Linked DNA regions of Mus musculus: all the other regions are linked to region 4. A link is a contact called in public Micro-C and promoter capture Hi-C data. All regions are on one chromosome and are shown on one strand. The core of a region is the stretch at or near the end of the contact, and the rest is flanking DNA. Distances in the headings are between cores, read along the strand shown.

Evidence for each region. Promoter capture Hi-C pulls out the DNA fragments that hold promoters and counts their contacts. A called contact is a pair of places that touch in the nucleus more often than the background predicts.
Region 1: a contact with region 4 is called in a promoter capture Hi-C map of hematopoietic stem and progenitor cells, with 4 times the contacts expected there. The contact joins the enhancer-like site here to the promoter of Lypd6b in region 4. A contact is called at or near these places in 6 of 39 promoter capture datasets (the 3T3-L1 cell line, hematopoietic stem and progenitor cells, hippocampal neurons and 2 more).
Region 2: a Micro-C map of embryonic stem cells shows a contact between it and region 4, with 5 times the contacts expected there. The contact joins the promoter of Rnd3 here to the promoter of Lypd6b in region 4. A contact is called at or near these places in 5 of 39 promoter capture datasets (the 3T3-L1 cell line, hippocampal neurons, liver and 2 more), 2 of 484 Hi-C or Micro-C datasets (embryonic stem cells and neural progenitor cells) and 3 of 115 datasets of contacts at active chromatin or transcription factors (astrocytes, embryonic stem cells and stem cell-derived neural progenitor cells).
Region 3: a contact with region 4 is called in a promoter capture Hi-C map of pre-B cells, with 10 times the contacts expected there. The contact joins the promoter of 1700057H21Rik here to the promoter of Lypd6b in region 4. A contact is called at or near these places in 8 of 39 promoter capture datasets (3T3-L1-derived adipocytes, the C10 cell line, embryonic stem cells and 4 more).

The regions. Positions count from the first base shown.
Region 1 is chr2:51,586,831-51,590,409 of GRCm38.p6, forward strand. No RefSeq gene overlaps it. Among named protein-coding and RNA genes, the nearest start is that of Gm13491, 22 kb to the right of the region's middle. Within about 2 kb of position 1,706, at least 19 of the 459 cell types and tissues checked have an H3K27ac peak or open chromatin away from gene starts, as enhancers often do. A contact at or near this core is called in hematopoietic stem and progenitor cells, where this site is marked.
Region 2 is chr2:51,147,748-51,151,239 of GRCm38.p6, forward strand. Rnd3 (Rho family GTPase 3) reads right to left here and starts at 1,364. Exons shown (of 5, transcript NM_028810.2): 1 at 978-1,364; 2 at 477-564. The coding sequence starts at 1,127.
Region 3 is chr2:51,435,780-51,439,207 of GRCm38.p6, forward strand. It overlaps 1700057H21Rik (RIKEN cDNA 1700057H21 gene), which reads right to left and starts at 2,121. Exons shown (of 3, transcript NR_130155.1): 1 at 1,915-2,121; 2 at 344-450. Gm32434 (a long non-coding RNA gene) reads left to right here and starts at 2,213. Exons shown (of 5, transcript XR_374359.3): 1 at 2,213-2,287; 2 at 2,394-2,536; 3 at 2,855-2,910.
Region 4 is chr2:49,786,025-49,789,709 of GRCm38.p6, forward strand. Lypd6b (LY6/PLAUR domain containing 6B) reads left to right here and starts at 1,659. Exons shown (of 7, transcript NM_001379382.1): 1 at 1,659-1,749.

The DNA of each region.
Region 1 (3,579 bases), core at 456-2,955, 1.8 Mb after region 4:
TTCTGTGAGAATCTCACGTATCCCTGGATGGTCCTTCCCTCTGTGCTCAGTTGCAGGCACATCAGGATAATGGCTTAACCTGGACTGAGAGAACTGAGTTCCAGTATATACATGTGCTCCTGGGACAGCAAAGCATCCCTGCAACTCAACTGCTCCCTGATTACATGAGGACAAACATAGACCCAGGCATTGTTTATGGGCAAGTCTTGAACTCCAGGGTAAGATGTCAACTCGATGTGTCTTGAAGCTGGCACTTAGTAGACTTCTCTCGGGTTCAGCAGTTAATTGAGTCACTAAGTTGACAGGAAGTGCTACAGTTGACAGGAAGCCTCAGGAACACGTAGAGAAATTGCATTCTCATTTTACAGGGGAGAAATATGAGGCCTGAAAGATCAAATGTGGATTCTGTCATTCTCCCATCAGCTACTGTCAAACCCTCTGTCTAATCCACTTAGGGAGGCACTACACTCTGCGGTTAATGGCAGAAAGGTTAGAAAAGCAGAGTTCTTCACACAAAGAAGCTTTAGGTCTTGGACTGGGGAACTTTCCCCAAATGCCCATTATCACCCAGCTCAAGATTTAGTTCTTGGCTGGAAGTGATGACACACCTGTGATTCCAGCCCCAGGGAGGCCAAGGCAAGAGAATCACAGGTTTGACACTAGGCTGGTCATGAGACTCTGGAGATGGCAGAAGTGTTTGTGGGCACTGACAACAACACTACCATCATTGCCTGTGGACTTGGAACATGAAAGGAACCTGGAAACTCTCTTTTCTTAACCTGTGAGTGGATCTAGAGGGGGAAAGAAAGGCATCTTTATCAAGAGCCTGTGTTTGTTCAGTAAAAGGATATACAAAAAGCAATAGGAGCAAAATAAGAGGGAGAATTAATCTACCCCTTCTAGCCTGAAGATTTCTATCTAGGTAGGGGAAATTTTCAATTCTTAAGTTAGAGTTTTCAAAAAGACTTGCAACAGCAAAATGTTGAACACCCCTCAAAGTGTTCAAATCCACAGCCCCAGAACCCTGGAATAAGTTATAGCTCAAAAGAGAAGGAAGTCATAGATAAAGTTAAGAGTTTGTAATCAGAATTTAAAAGACAGATTATCTTTGATGACCTTTGTAATCCTAGGAGTCCTCCAAAGGGACAAAGGTAGGCAGTCAGGATGCTGCTTTGTGGATCCCCATCACCTGCCACCACCCTCAGTGTAGCCTGGGGACAAGGACATGAGACTTGGAACCCACTTAACCATTAGGAAGTATGTATCACAGCCAGGTCACATACTTGCAAAAAGTTTTTACAACTGCATCAGAAAACCTCTGAGGGCCTGATATTAACTGCTAATATCCTAAAACTTCCTCCTCCTGAACACACACTAGGAAGGGAGGATTCACACCTGTGCACTAAGAAATGGAGAGAACAAAGGGTTCTCTTGTTTGAAGTTTCCTCTTTGAAAGCAAGCTTATGTGCTACTCAAGGTGAAGTTACACAAACATTTCCTGGACTGTGCTTTGGGCACAAATAAGGTAAGAATGACACTGAGAAACTGCAGAACCATGGGGTTTGTAGTTCTTTTGTCCTGAGGACGATGAGACCCCAGGGAAAACTACAGAAACCCACTTCCCTTTGTTCCCTGAGACTTCACATCAGGACCACTGGGGCTGCCTTGTTGCCTTCTGAAGCAGAGCCTTTCCTTGTGGTCTGAGAAGAAGGTCCACCCTACTTCCTCATACTCTTGCCAGGTTCTTAGGCACTGCCTCCACCAACTGTTGGAACTGAGTTTGAAAGCCGAGGTTTCTCCCAAACACCTAGTGAGATACAAGCACCCCGGGATTTGATAATCCCAGAAAATAAGAACGAAACAGGAAGGTAGGAAAACCACCAAGAGGATGGCTGATCCTCTCTGAGTACAACTGAGCCTTAATGCTCACTAGGACCTAAAAGAATGAGAGGGTGTGCCTGACAGTTCATGGGTTTGTATAGGCTTCAAAATGGTTGCCTGGGCTCTACTGTAGCACCATGAGGTAATATTATAAGGTGAGGTGAAGCCAGGATCCCCAGACACATTCACATGCAGCTGTGTTCACAGCATAACTGAAATAAAGAGGAATACATACTTCTCCTGCAAGACCGCCAATAAGCTGCCCAATACAAGGAACATACCGTTCTCAATACTCACCACTGGCCTGACCTCCAGACTACCTCAGTTATCTAACAGCACACCATCCATGGGTCCCAAGCTTCCGAAGGCCTCCTGTAAATGTGGCCCTCCACTAGGCGGCAGACAACACAAACATGAGTGGCCAAATATGTTGGCTACTCATCAAGGAAGTACTGCAGAAAAACTCAGCAGGTAAAGGTGTTTGCCACCACCACGCCCTATGACCTGAAATCAGTCTGCAAGTTCCACATGGTGGAAGGAGAGAACTGATTCCCAAAAAACTGTATGCTGAATTCCACACGTGCCACAAAGATCCATGCACATATACACACACTCACATGCACATGTGTGTGTGTGCATGTGTAATTTTGAAAAAAAATAAAGAAGGAACAGACTAATTCAGTGTCACATAAACCATGACATAATCAATGCAGCTGTCCTCCCATTATATATCAATAAGAAAATTGAAAACATGGAAACAAATGTTAGCACTTTTTAATGTGCAGGCTCACAGCATTGCGCTGTTCTCTCCTGGTGTTCTTTACAGTATTTTGAAGAGAATCACAGACCCGGTGACTTGCCACAAGAGACTAAGAAAGGCATGATATTCTTGCTTAAAGCTAGTAGCTTCTTTGGGTCTTGTTGAAATTATCAAGCTTCTTCCTCAGTGTCCCTTTGTAGGACTCTCAGCAATGGCCAGAGCAGAACCCCAGGGCACTGACATGAGGCAGGGTGGGCAGACACTCAGCAGTGGGCTGCTGCCATCCACAGCCTTTGATCTCACAACCACAGTAGCCCATGCATGAAGCTGCTCCGCTCATTTCTTTCCTGGAGCATTCTTGGTCCCCAGTGGCAGGCACCATACAACATTCAGATGCAGTTCCTTTAACTGTCACAGGAAGCTCAGAAGATTGCTGTTAATTGCATGGTACATCTTGCTTCACTCTTGCTCCTGGAGTTCATTGCTTTGCAGACTGCAAATCAAATTAGGTGTGCTGACTTCTCACAAAGAGCAAGACTCCTTTAGGGTTTTCTTCTCTTCCTTCCTTTCCTTTTCTTTCTTCTTTCTTCCTTCCTTTTTTTCCCTTTCTTCCTTTCTTCCTTCCTTCTCTTAATACTCAACACCACAATGTTCTCTGTTCTTTCTCACTTATACATAAATGTAAAAACTCCCCACTGACTAACTGGAGCCTGTATAAAAGCCGACATCAGTCTTATCTTATACCTGTAAATGCCATTTTTTGAAAACTGGCATTAAGCATTAGATTGGACTTTATTTTTAAATACACATTTTGAGGAGAGGAATGAATTATTACCAATTAATTAGCTGCCTGGTGCGTTCAAGAACAGTGGTGCAACATTCACTTGTAAATCTATAAAGCAGAAATCCTGAAGAAGCTCGTGTGCCATGTAATTAAA
Region 2 (3,492 bases), core at 114-2,613, 1.4 Mb after region 4:
GCGTCACGGGCGCTGGCTCCGGCCATTCACCCATCTCCCTCAGCCTGGAACACCCCACGCAACCCGGAGGCTTTGGGGATCTTCTCCCAGCTCAGCCTGCGCCCCTGCCCCCAAACCAGATGGCTGGTGACACCCATGAGGGGCTTCCTCCGCGAGCGGGAGGGCTTCCACGCTGCTCTGTATGCTCCAGCACTGGGCCACCCTGGCGGCCCGCTCCGGCACGGCTCCAAGGAAGGACAACACAAGGCCATGCGGCCACCAGAGGCTCCTCCAGCAGGGTCACTCCGGACACCTAGCGTCCTCCTGTCCCCAAGACCACAATCACTCCCATTGCTGCCCCTGCCCAGAAAGGATAACATTTTCCGGCGGCTCGGGACCGGGAAGTCCCTCAAGGAGCCACATTAGCAGACAGGGCACCAGATCCCGAGCCCCCGGGCGCACCGGTTCAGACCGCCACGCGGTGTGCCGAGTCTTACCTGAAGTGTCCCACAGGCTCAACTCTATTCTTTGTGTGTCGATTTCAAAACTGGCAGTGTAATTCTCAAACACCGTAGGGACGTAATTCTGGACGAACGAAAGGGACAGAAGAGGAAGGTGGCAAAGAGATTATTAAAAACACGACCCGTAGATCGAACACTTGAAAAACCACCAAGCCCCCAATTAAAAAACCACCACCACCAACAACCTCACACTCCTTACACAGTAAACACGCAGCCCCCTCCCGAGAGCCCACCCAGGTCTCCCCACCCGGCCTCCCACACTGAAACCAGCAAGTTTCTGGGGCCAAGAGCCCAGGGTGCTGGCGGGTCCCAGCCAAGACCCTTCCAGGACACTTTCGCTTCCCGGCCGTGTGGCGGCAGAGACGGCTGGGCATGAGAAAGATTTTCAAGAAAATCAGTGAAGCAGGAGAAAGGCGCAGTCCTCCAGACCGGGGACCCCACCAGCCGCTCCCCTCAAGACGTGCGGGTCACACTCACTTCTGGGAAGCAGTCCTTGGCGAAGACGTGGAGCAGCGCGGTTTTCCCACACTGGCTGTCGCCCACTACTACTATCTTGCATTTCACGTTCTGATTAGGATCCATGATAGATTTACTGGATAATTTCTGGCTGGCTCTTCTCTCCTTCATTGATGTTGCCTTATTTTCTCTTGGAACAGGAATTTTCTCTTTAGAAGAAAAAATATATATATATATATACTTCTCTCTATAAAAAGCAGATATAAAAATAAATCGCAAGGCCGGCGGGAACCCCTTTAAGCACAGCGGAGTGGAGGAGGAGAGGCAGCGGCTCTTTACTCCTCTCCTACAAGTTTTCTGCCTGACTCCGCGCCTCTCTTCCCAAGTCCAATTCCGATCGGTCTGCTTTGTTTCACGCTCTCCGCGCCGCTTTATACGCCCAGCCTTCCAATCCGCTCCGCTTTCTCAATGAGAGAAGGAAACCGATCCGCCTCCTCCCCTTTTATGGAGCCTGGGAGCCAGCACGGCCGCCCCGTTGGCGGAAAGTGTAAGCAGCGCGCCCTCTAGGGTGGCGTGCAGGATGGCTTGCAGACCCAGGTTCTGGCATAACCTGAAGGTGCCAGGCAGGATTTGCAGATGGGTAGGTTGTTCAGGGCCAGGGTGAGGGGAAGCAGATAATCTGTGCACATGGATTTGCATTGGGATTCCTTTCAAATTGCTTTCCAAGGGGCTCGCCTCCAGAAGCCTCGTCATCATTTGTGAAAATAAAAAAAAAAATTCCCAATCAAATTAATAATACAGAAGTAAATCTTGGAAGGGAAAGGCTAAGTTTTTGTGTTCCCAAACCCATAAAATCATTATCTATCTATCTATCTATCTATCTATCTATCTATCTATCTATCTATCTATCTATCTATCTACCTACCTATCATCTATCTTCTATCTATCTATCTATCTATCTATCTATCTATCTATCTATCTATCTATCTATCTATGTATCTATCTATGTATCTATCTATCTATCTACATATATAGTACATAATAACATAGATGATTTATTTCAAACACTAGAACTCGTTTTCCTTGACCTTTGTAGAGGACTGGCTTTTTAAACTGTCAGATTCAGCTATTCCAGAGAAGGTAGGAGGCTTTGGGGAGTGACATGATAATGTGAATAGGTGCAGGGGCGAGAAAAAAGAGAGATGACAAAAACTATCAGAAACTTGGCCGCAACTGCCACTCTCTCTGTGACAGCTCTAGAACCAGGGGTCTAAGCACTCTTTGCTCCCTTCAGCTGTACCCTCCCTCCTTCACCTAAGAATCAAGGAGTTGGACTTAAAAAGCACACATGCTCATTGTGGAAAATTTAGGGACTCCCCTCCTCCACACACGTACTCCAGTCATTCCAAGTCTCCCTTTCAACAAGTCTTAGAAGAGACAGACAAGACTGTGTTTGTTCTCTTGTCTTCTGAGAACAGTGTCTTCATTGCCAGTCACCCCGACAGCCAGGAAGCGTCAGTTATTAAATTTGTAGTGAAGGTGTCTGGGAAGAAAGTTCAGCCTGTGAAGGGCTTGGTCAAGTGCGACTTGAATTTCACCACCAGCACCCATATAAGGAGGCACTCCTGAGACAGACCCAGAGGATCCGTGGGGCTTGCTAGCCAGCCAATCCAGTCAAATTGAGGAACTCAGGATTCAGTGAGAGGCCATGACTCAAAGATAATGTAGATAGAAATTGAGGAAGATAAACAACCTCTGGCTTCCACACATATACTAAACACATACATATAAGTACTTACACATACACACACAACCCTTTAAGGAAAGTATAGTGACTGAATATGTAGTGAATTACTAGAATCATGAAATCACAGGACCTAGAATGCTATCTTACTTCTTTCAGACTCGAGAACCTTGAAGTCGTCCCCTAAAGACAGTCCTGAATCTATCTTTGGGGATAGGTGTGTTTTACACAGGCTGACCATGGAAAGGGCAGAGCTGGCCGAGGTCATATGTCTGCATTTGCCAAAATTTGCTTGGCAGAGCTTTATTCGTTTGCCCCAATATCATCTCTTAAAGTCTTAGGTTGCACTGTCATGTCACAGAGGGAAAAGTATCCTATGTGAACTTCATAGAGTTTACCCTAGCATTTCCCTAGTCTTCCTAGTGCGGGAAATGCTCCTCAAGCTGTTTGTGTGGTCGAGGGAGATTGGGCAGAGCAGTGGGGGCTTTCAGACAAAGATGCATTTAGGCCATGAGCTTCACAGCTTCTGGCTAAGTGACACTGGAGTAGTCATTTCATCTCTGTAAGCCTTAGCTTTATCTTCTTTAAAATAGGTTTCATGAAGACATTGGTAAGAAGATGACAATGGCGCCTGCCTGTACTTGGTATTTCCCTGTAGCTCCCACTTGCTTGCCCAGAACCAAGTCTCATGTCTGGGTGAATCCTGGATTCATTAGTCGACTTACTAATAAGAAGTGGGCACATTTTTGTTCTCTCTCTCTCTCTCTCTCTCTCTCTCTCTCTCTCTCTCTC
Region 3 (3,428 bases), core at 871-3,370, 1.7 Mb after region 4:
AAATGAAACAACTGCTGTAATAAGCAGCCAGAAAGAAAAAAAGAAAAAAAGAAAAACGATTTAATGCTCTTAACCTTGATCCAACTGGCATTTATGAAGTTCCACCCAGCTCTAGCAGGAAACACATTTTTCCCCAATTATGCATGGCTCATGTGCTAAGAAAGAAAATTTCCTACATTGAAGGGGGTTGCATTTTTCTGAATATTAAAGTGAGGTGTTATTTATGGCATGTGGGATTCAAACTCATGTAAAAAGAGGATAAATCAACACGGAAGAAAACAGGTGAGGCCTTAGTTTGCAAAAGGGAAGCCCAGCACAGCATATTTTAAGGATGGGACAATACCTGGTGCGCTGATTTGAAGTGATCTTTGTGGCATGTGCCTTTTTTGTTGTTGTTGTTCAATAACAAGTTCCAGAGAATGTCCCTCGACCTCCACCCCCAGCTGCTTCCTGTAAATGAAGGCAAGGAAAACTGCAGAGAAAATGAAGGCTGAAGAGCTCAGCATGTGCCTGGGAGCCAGGGTAGAGACAAAGGAGCAGCCTTGAGGCCTGAGGGAACCAAACTCAACAGGGAGAATCTGGAGTCAGAGGTGAACCGCGTGGATCCACTTACAGAAATCCAGAGGGCACCAGCTGGCTGTGAACATGGTGGCTTGGTTTGACCCTCTTCCACCTTAATGCTTGGAGGGTGACCCCAAAGAATACTGTGTTGTTTTTGTTCTCCCCTTGCAAGTCACCACAGAGAAAAGTAGCCCTGTGGATTTGTTTCTAAATCGATTCTAACCACCTCGCCAACAGAGGAAAACTAAATACAGTTTACTTACAAATACATATATTTTTGTTACATCATTTCCACCCTTTTATAATTTAAGCATTGTCTCTGAAAAAGTGACAGGAGTAGGGGCTGGAGAGATGGCTGGGCTGTTAAGATCACTGGCTGCTCTCCTAGAGGACCTTGGTTGGATTCTCAGCAGAAGTCTCTGCAGCTCCAGTTTCAGGGTATTCTGCGCCCTCTGCTGGCCTCCACAGGCAGTGCATGCTCGTGGTACCCAGACAATGTCAGCAAAACACCCCCGCCCTAGTTTTGTTACTATAAATGTTTCTGCCTTACAAATACTGGTGATTTTCATCAATGATCTTGATGCTATATGCAGTTTTAAGAAATATTTTTCAATTTAAATAAAGTTAACAATTTGGAAAGTCAAAAAAAGAAAAAAAATAAACAGTGTCAAAGTGAGAACAAAACAACAGCATGGAAATCCTAGGATATTTTCAAAAGGGAAAACTCTTCAAACAGAAATCTACCCTCCTCTTCAGCCAGGCTAACCCCCAGATGCCCCCACCTCTCCTCTGCCCCAACCTCCACATTATAATATTCTCAACTGATAGCAAATAGAAGCAGGGGAAAAAAACAAAACAAAACAAAACACCACAACAGAATCTGCCTTTCAGTTCTAAGCACAGGCAATGGAGATGACAAAAGGAGTTCTGGACGTACTATATTGTACGTTGCTGTTTCACTAGGAGGACTGAATGCTGCTTCACTTCAAAGTGTCTCCTTTGTAAAGAAAGAAGTTTATTTGATGGCATGCTCAAGGCTTCTGTCTGTACTACGTTATCTTAGCACTGTTATGCCCAAGTCTCAGGGACCCCAAAGACTACCAAGGAGTCAATTCCGATGCAAACATACAGGGTCTTTAATGCGAGCAAGGACTCTCACCTGCACCATGACAATGGCTCAGAAATGAGTGGTTACAACAAGCTTGGCGAGTTTCCATACGGGTCAGCAAGTTAATATTTTTAAAACTGCATTTCTGACGTAATCTGTAGGAACCAGATACAGGGGCAAAACCACCTGACAAACAGGATGGCCAGATTTTCTATTTTCTGCAGGATGTCTTAGGTTATATGTACCTTGGCCCTGCCAGTGTAGCCTGACTGGCCGTTGCTAGGGGTAGGGTCCAGGAGTCCGGGCAGTTGCCGTATGATGTTCGCACAAGTGGTCTTCATGGCTTTCATCCTGGAATTGGAGTCAGGCCTCGTACAAACTGGAGCTTCTTCTTTAAAAAATGGAGTTGGTTGGGCTTTAGAGCACCACTTGTCAGTTCCTCCTAGGAATCCTTCTGGAAGCTACAAAGCACCCCTGCCTCTTTATTGGGCTATGTGACATCACAGAACATCTGCATCACACCCACTCCCACGTGATCGGCAAGTGCTGTGCGACAGAGAGAGGATGAAACACAACAAGGAGCGCAGGGCAGGGAGGATCTCCGTAGGGCTGAAGCCGGTGGGTCATGCTGCTTACTGTAGCTGGTTTTTGATTAGTCTGCGTTGCCCAGATGCTATTGCACTGGGTGGTAAAATGGCCTAGATTATTATCTCTGTGCCTCTAGGAGCTGGCACTTCACCTGCCTAACATGGAATGCTGCTTCTTAAATGGCGTTAGATTGGATTCTGGTGAATTAAGGACTGTTCACAAATCTGGAACAGAAACAAATGATCACTCCGTAACAAGAACTCCAAGGAACAAGTGATGGTAAGTCGGAGAGGGGAGGGTGGGACATTTTTCCCAACAGTCCAAGACAGATAATCCATTAAAGTCAAGTGGCTTGTGGCCAATGAGAGTTGTTAATACTACAGAGACTTGGCGAAACCATTTGTGGGTTTTCCATTTCAACACAGTATCTAACAAACATCAATTTACAGGCAACCTGGGCAGTGAGCAATAATTCCCCAAATGACCCGTCCCCAGCCCCCACCTCCCAAACACCTCCCACACATACACCCCATGCACACCCTGTGCCTTTGAGTGACCCCTTCCTTCCCAGCACTGAACTCTGTTTTTTCTGTTTAGCAATGAGTGCCCATCCTCTGCTCTTACCTCCGGGACCAGCAGCCAAGCAAACAACAGTAAGCGTCTATTTTAGTAGGATCAATACATTTCTAGATGTTGTGACTGCTGAGTGTGACCCCATGTTCTCAGGCATAGTGGAAGGGATTGCATCTCTGAGCAAGAGAACACACAATCACAGGACATCTTAGGAACCAAGGAACTGGACTTTTAAAAATGTAAACTCTATGTAGTTAGAATTTAATCCAGCTCAGGGGATGGCAATCTGACTCCTGATGTGTCTTCCCTTACCTCTAGATACTTAAGCAGAAAGCAGTCTTAAGGTAGGGTAACATGAAATCCATGTTAACCTCTCAAGACAATGATGTGAGAATTTCATCTTATCTTTAAGAAAATGACATGTAACCTTTCATATATGCTTCTCTATTAGATAGTAACAAAAATATAAATAACAGATTGTCCTAAAACCAACTGGAATAGACAGGATAAGGGAGTCTCAGTTTCACCTTTGCCCTTGACTTTGACCACACTTCCCTCTCCACCCACATACATGTTTCCCTGCCTTTTCTTCCTGCCT
Region 4 (3,685 bases), core at 409-2,908:
GGGAGTCGCGGCTGTGGTTAGGCACACCCAGGTGTGGCATCCTCTGTAACTCTTTTCCAGGATGGACTGTCTAGTGTGATCAGTCCTGCCAAGGAGCACCAGATCTGAAACACTTCCTTATGTCTGATCCACTGATGAAAGAGGGGCCCAGGCCTTGACTGTGTTGGGCCTGTGGTCAGGGGGAGGGATGGAGGAGTTCACTTGTCCCTGATATCACCTTGGCAGAGAGCCTTCAGCCTTTGCCTTGCAGGTTTAGTAGGCAGTCATGGCAGGGCCCTGAAGGTGTTATTGGAATGACGGGCTCTGTAGGTCTTGGAAGATGAGCATTGTTTTCTGTAGCAGATTTGGGTTGGTTTTCTCTGTGAGTCCATAAATGGAACCAGTGGGGAACTAGCTACACCACAATACCCCTTGCATATGTGCTAAGATCATCTGTCTGTTAAGTGGAAAACTTTTTAAATTCTCCTCTTTTAGAGTCTGTGGCTTGGGTGTCCCTTGACCTGCAAAGCCCATGATTAGAAGTCTCTAGAGTAGTCACCCTGTGCCTAGTCTCTATGGGAGATCTGCATCCCGCTAAGCACCTCAAGCCTCCAGGCCACCATGCTCTCTTTGGAGACAGGCCTGGGCCTCAGAGTCAACTTTGCCGCACCCTGGGTCAGTTGTCCTAACTCTGGGTTGGTTCCCACTGGTGCAAGCCTGACAGACAAGCCATCCTATTCTGTGAATTTCTCTCTGAGTGACCTCTTTCTAAGTTAGAGATCTGCCTGACCATTTACACGGGGCGTTCTGAGAGTGTGGGTCTACAATCCAGCTGTCTCCTTGGAAGTGTTTGGAAGAAAAGTGATAAAAAGAGTGACTTGAGCCGCGGTGGTGGCGCACGCCTTTAATTCCAGCACTTGGGAAGTAGAGTCTGATGGATTTCTGAGTTCGAGGCCAGCCTGGTCTACAAAGTGAGTTCCAGGACAGCCAGGGCTACACAGAGAAACCCTGTCTGGGGTGGGGTGGGGGGTGGGGGGTGGGGAGAGTGACTTGAAATCTAGGAAGCTTGCTTTCAAGTGACAACACAGAGTAACACTAGAGCCAGTTTGACCTGGGGACCATACTTTGGCATTCTTTTGCTATTCACAGAGCCCTGAGCTGCCCTGCCTTTGTACAAGGCTTTCGGGATTTATCTGCAGTGGAACTAGGTTGGATTTACAATCCAAAGTTGCGGAGGACATAGCAATGGGAAATTATCTTACTAAAATAAGGAAAGTCATCGCTTGAGGGGTAGGTGAAGCAAGGAAGGGGTACGACGGAACGGTCTAAAAGGCCGAGTTCTGTTTCTCAAGTCAGTAGCACTCTTTGCCTCATCGTTTTCACCCCAGAGTGACTCCACCTCACTCTGTGAGGGCTGCGGTGTCCCTCTAGCTGCTCCGCGCGGGGTCCGCGCTCTTTTCCCAGCCGGCCAGGCTAGGTGGGAACAGCTCCTCTTTGCACGGGTGCATTAAACGACCTACTCGCGTTCACTGGGCTTGGTGCCACCGGGCGCAGGACCCAGGCGGCGTCCCCAAGCGGGCACCCGGGCGGCTCCCCGGCGTGCGGCGCTCACCTGTCGGCCCGCCTCTCCGGGACGACCCAGGTGGCTCGGGGCGGGGAGGATCCGCGCCCCGCCCCGCGCGGCCACAGCCATCGCCAGCCCGGAGCGGGTGTCTGGAGCCCAGGCCGGGAGCCGAGCGAGGCGCCGGGAGCCGGCCGGCGTCCGCGCAGGTGAGCCGGGCGAGCTCTGCGGGGCGGCCGCGTGCAGATCCCGCAGAGCAGGGGCTGGGAGGGGCGCGCGGCTGCGGCGAGCACTGCGAAACGCCCCGCGGAGCATGGGGACTCTCCGAACCGCAGGGGAGCGCAGCTGCCCACATCTGGATGGGGGACCGAGCGGGCGCCTCGGGGAGCTGCGTGGTCTCCCGGTGACTCCGGGGCTGGAGGCCACGGCTAAGGCTGGGGCCCCACCGCACCGCCAAGTGCGAGCCAGCTCCCGCCCTTCCCTCTGCGGCGCTTGAGCTCAGCCCGCGGGGGCCGCCAGTCTCCCCTTCCTGGCTTTTGACTTTGTTGTTAAATCACTAACCAGCACATTGGTTAGTTTAGTTACGTAGGCTTCGGTGAAGCGGGGTCGGCTGGGTACTCTAGGGGGGCATACGTAGTAAGTCCGCGCTGGTCTGTGTGCCCGAGGGTGTTGTGGGGTGAAAGGTGCTGCTCTCCTCCCCGTGTCTGGTGCCTGGTCATCAGAGTGATGGAGTGGGAAGAGTGGTCCATTATGGTGTTTAAATTACTAGCTCTGTGACCTTGAGCAAGCTCCTTAACTTCTCTGAGCCTGTTACCTAAAAGATAATATAGGTGTTATAATCATCAGATGCCCTTAAATTATTTGATGCCCATGAGGTACCTAGCACGATGCTTGAGGGTTTTTCCTCCCGGTGTAGTCCCTAGGTGTTAAAGTATTCTCTCCAGAGGTCCCGGGCATCGGAATAGAAGACATCGGGGAGGGAGTGAGGTGTGTGTGTGTGTGTGTGTGTGTGTGTGGGAGTGGTAGTGTCTGTGTGTCTGGGAGGGTCGTGGCAGCCTTCTGACAAGCTGACTATAGTAGCAAGGGGGGGGGGGTGTGGATTTGGCGGGGCTGTTCCCAGCTGCTAAGCTCAAGACTGGTCAGTGCAGTATCCTCCTTCTAGCAGGGGGCAATTAGCCTGCTTCTGCCATTGTGAACTGTTAGAATTCTTTTCTTAGGGTTTAGGGTTTGGTGACTTGAAAGTTGTCTTATGCAACGTAGGAATTGGCTGAGTCCTCCAAAGGAAAAGTCTGAGGGTTGCAGTTTCCAGTGTAGCTAGATCTTATCACTCCTATGAGCTCTCAGGACAAGTTCTCTCCTCAGGGGCACTTTCCCCACTAGGTTGACATATTCTTTTGTATGCAATGGTCATTAGAGCAGGCACCATATCTTCAGGCTTACCACTGAAGGGAATAGAGTAAAGACGAAGAGTGGGAGGGAAAGAGAGAGAGAGAGAGAGAGAGAGAGAGAGAGAGAGAGAGAGAGAGAGAGAGATCTCTTCCGTTATTCTATCCTTCAGCAGACCTTCCTGGAGCACTGGACCATAGTAAGTTCAAGTCATCTCAGCAGATCAAGAGTGGGTTTCCCTAAGAGGATTGGATCTGTATTACCCAGATGCCACCAGTGCTGTAGAGGATTAACTCAGCTAACTGGGATGGACCTGTCTCCCTCAAGCATAGGCGATTTGAAAGCCAGCTTTCAAGAAGCAAGTTTCGATTCTGGGCAGACAAAAATAGGACTGTGTGTGTTGAGCCGTGTCTGCTTTTCTTTGCGGACACCTCAAGGAGGCCTTGCTCAGTGTGGACAACCTGGGTGCCCAGTCTGCCAGCTTTTATTTAGTGCTTAACTCATTCAGTCATTCCACGTTTGGCCAATGCCCAGTGTATGTCAGAGCCTCTGCCAAGAGTGAGGGGTGGATGCGTTGAGGAAAGATGTATGTGAGGATAGCCGTGTTGGAGGTTGTCTCACAGGGGACATAGGACAATGTGAAGTGTCCCTAGGAAAGTGGGGCTTAGCTCTAAATGGAGATGAGCAGGCGGGCGGTGGAGCAGTGCCAGTGGGGCACTCTCTGAGTCACAGGGTAGGGTGTATGAAAGGTCACACTTA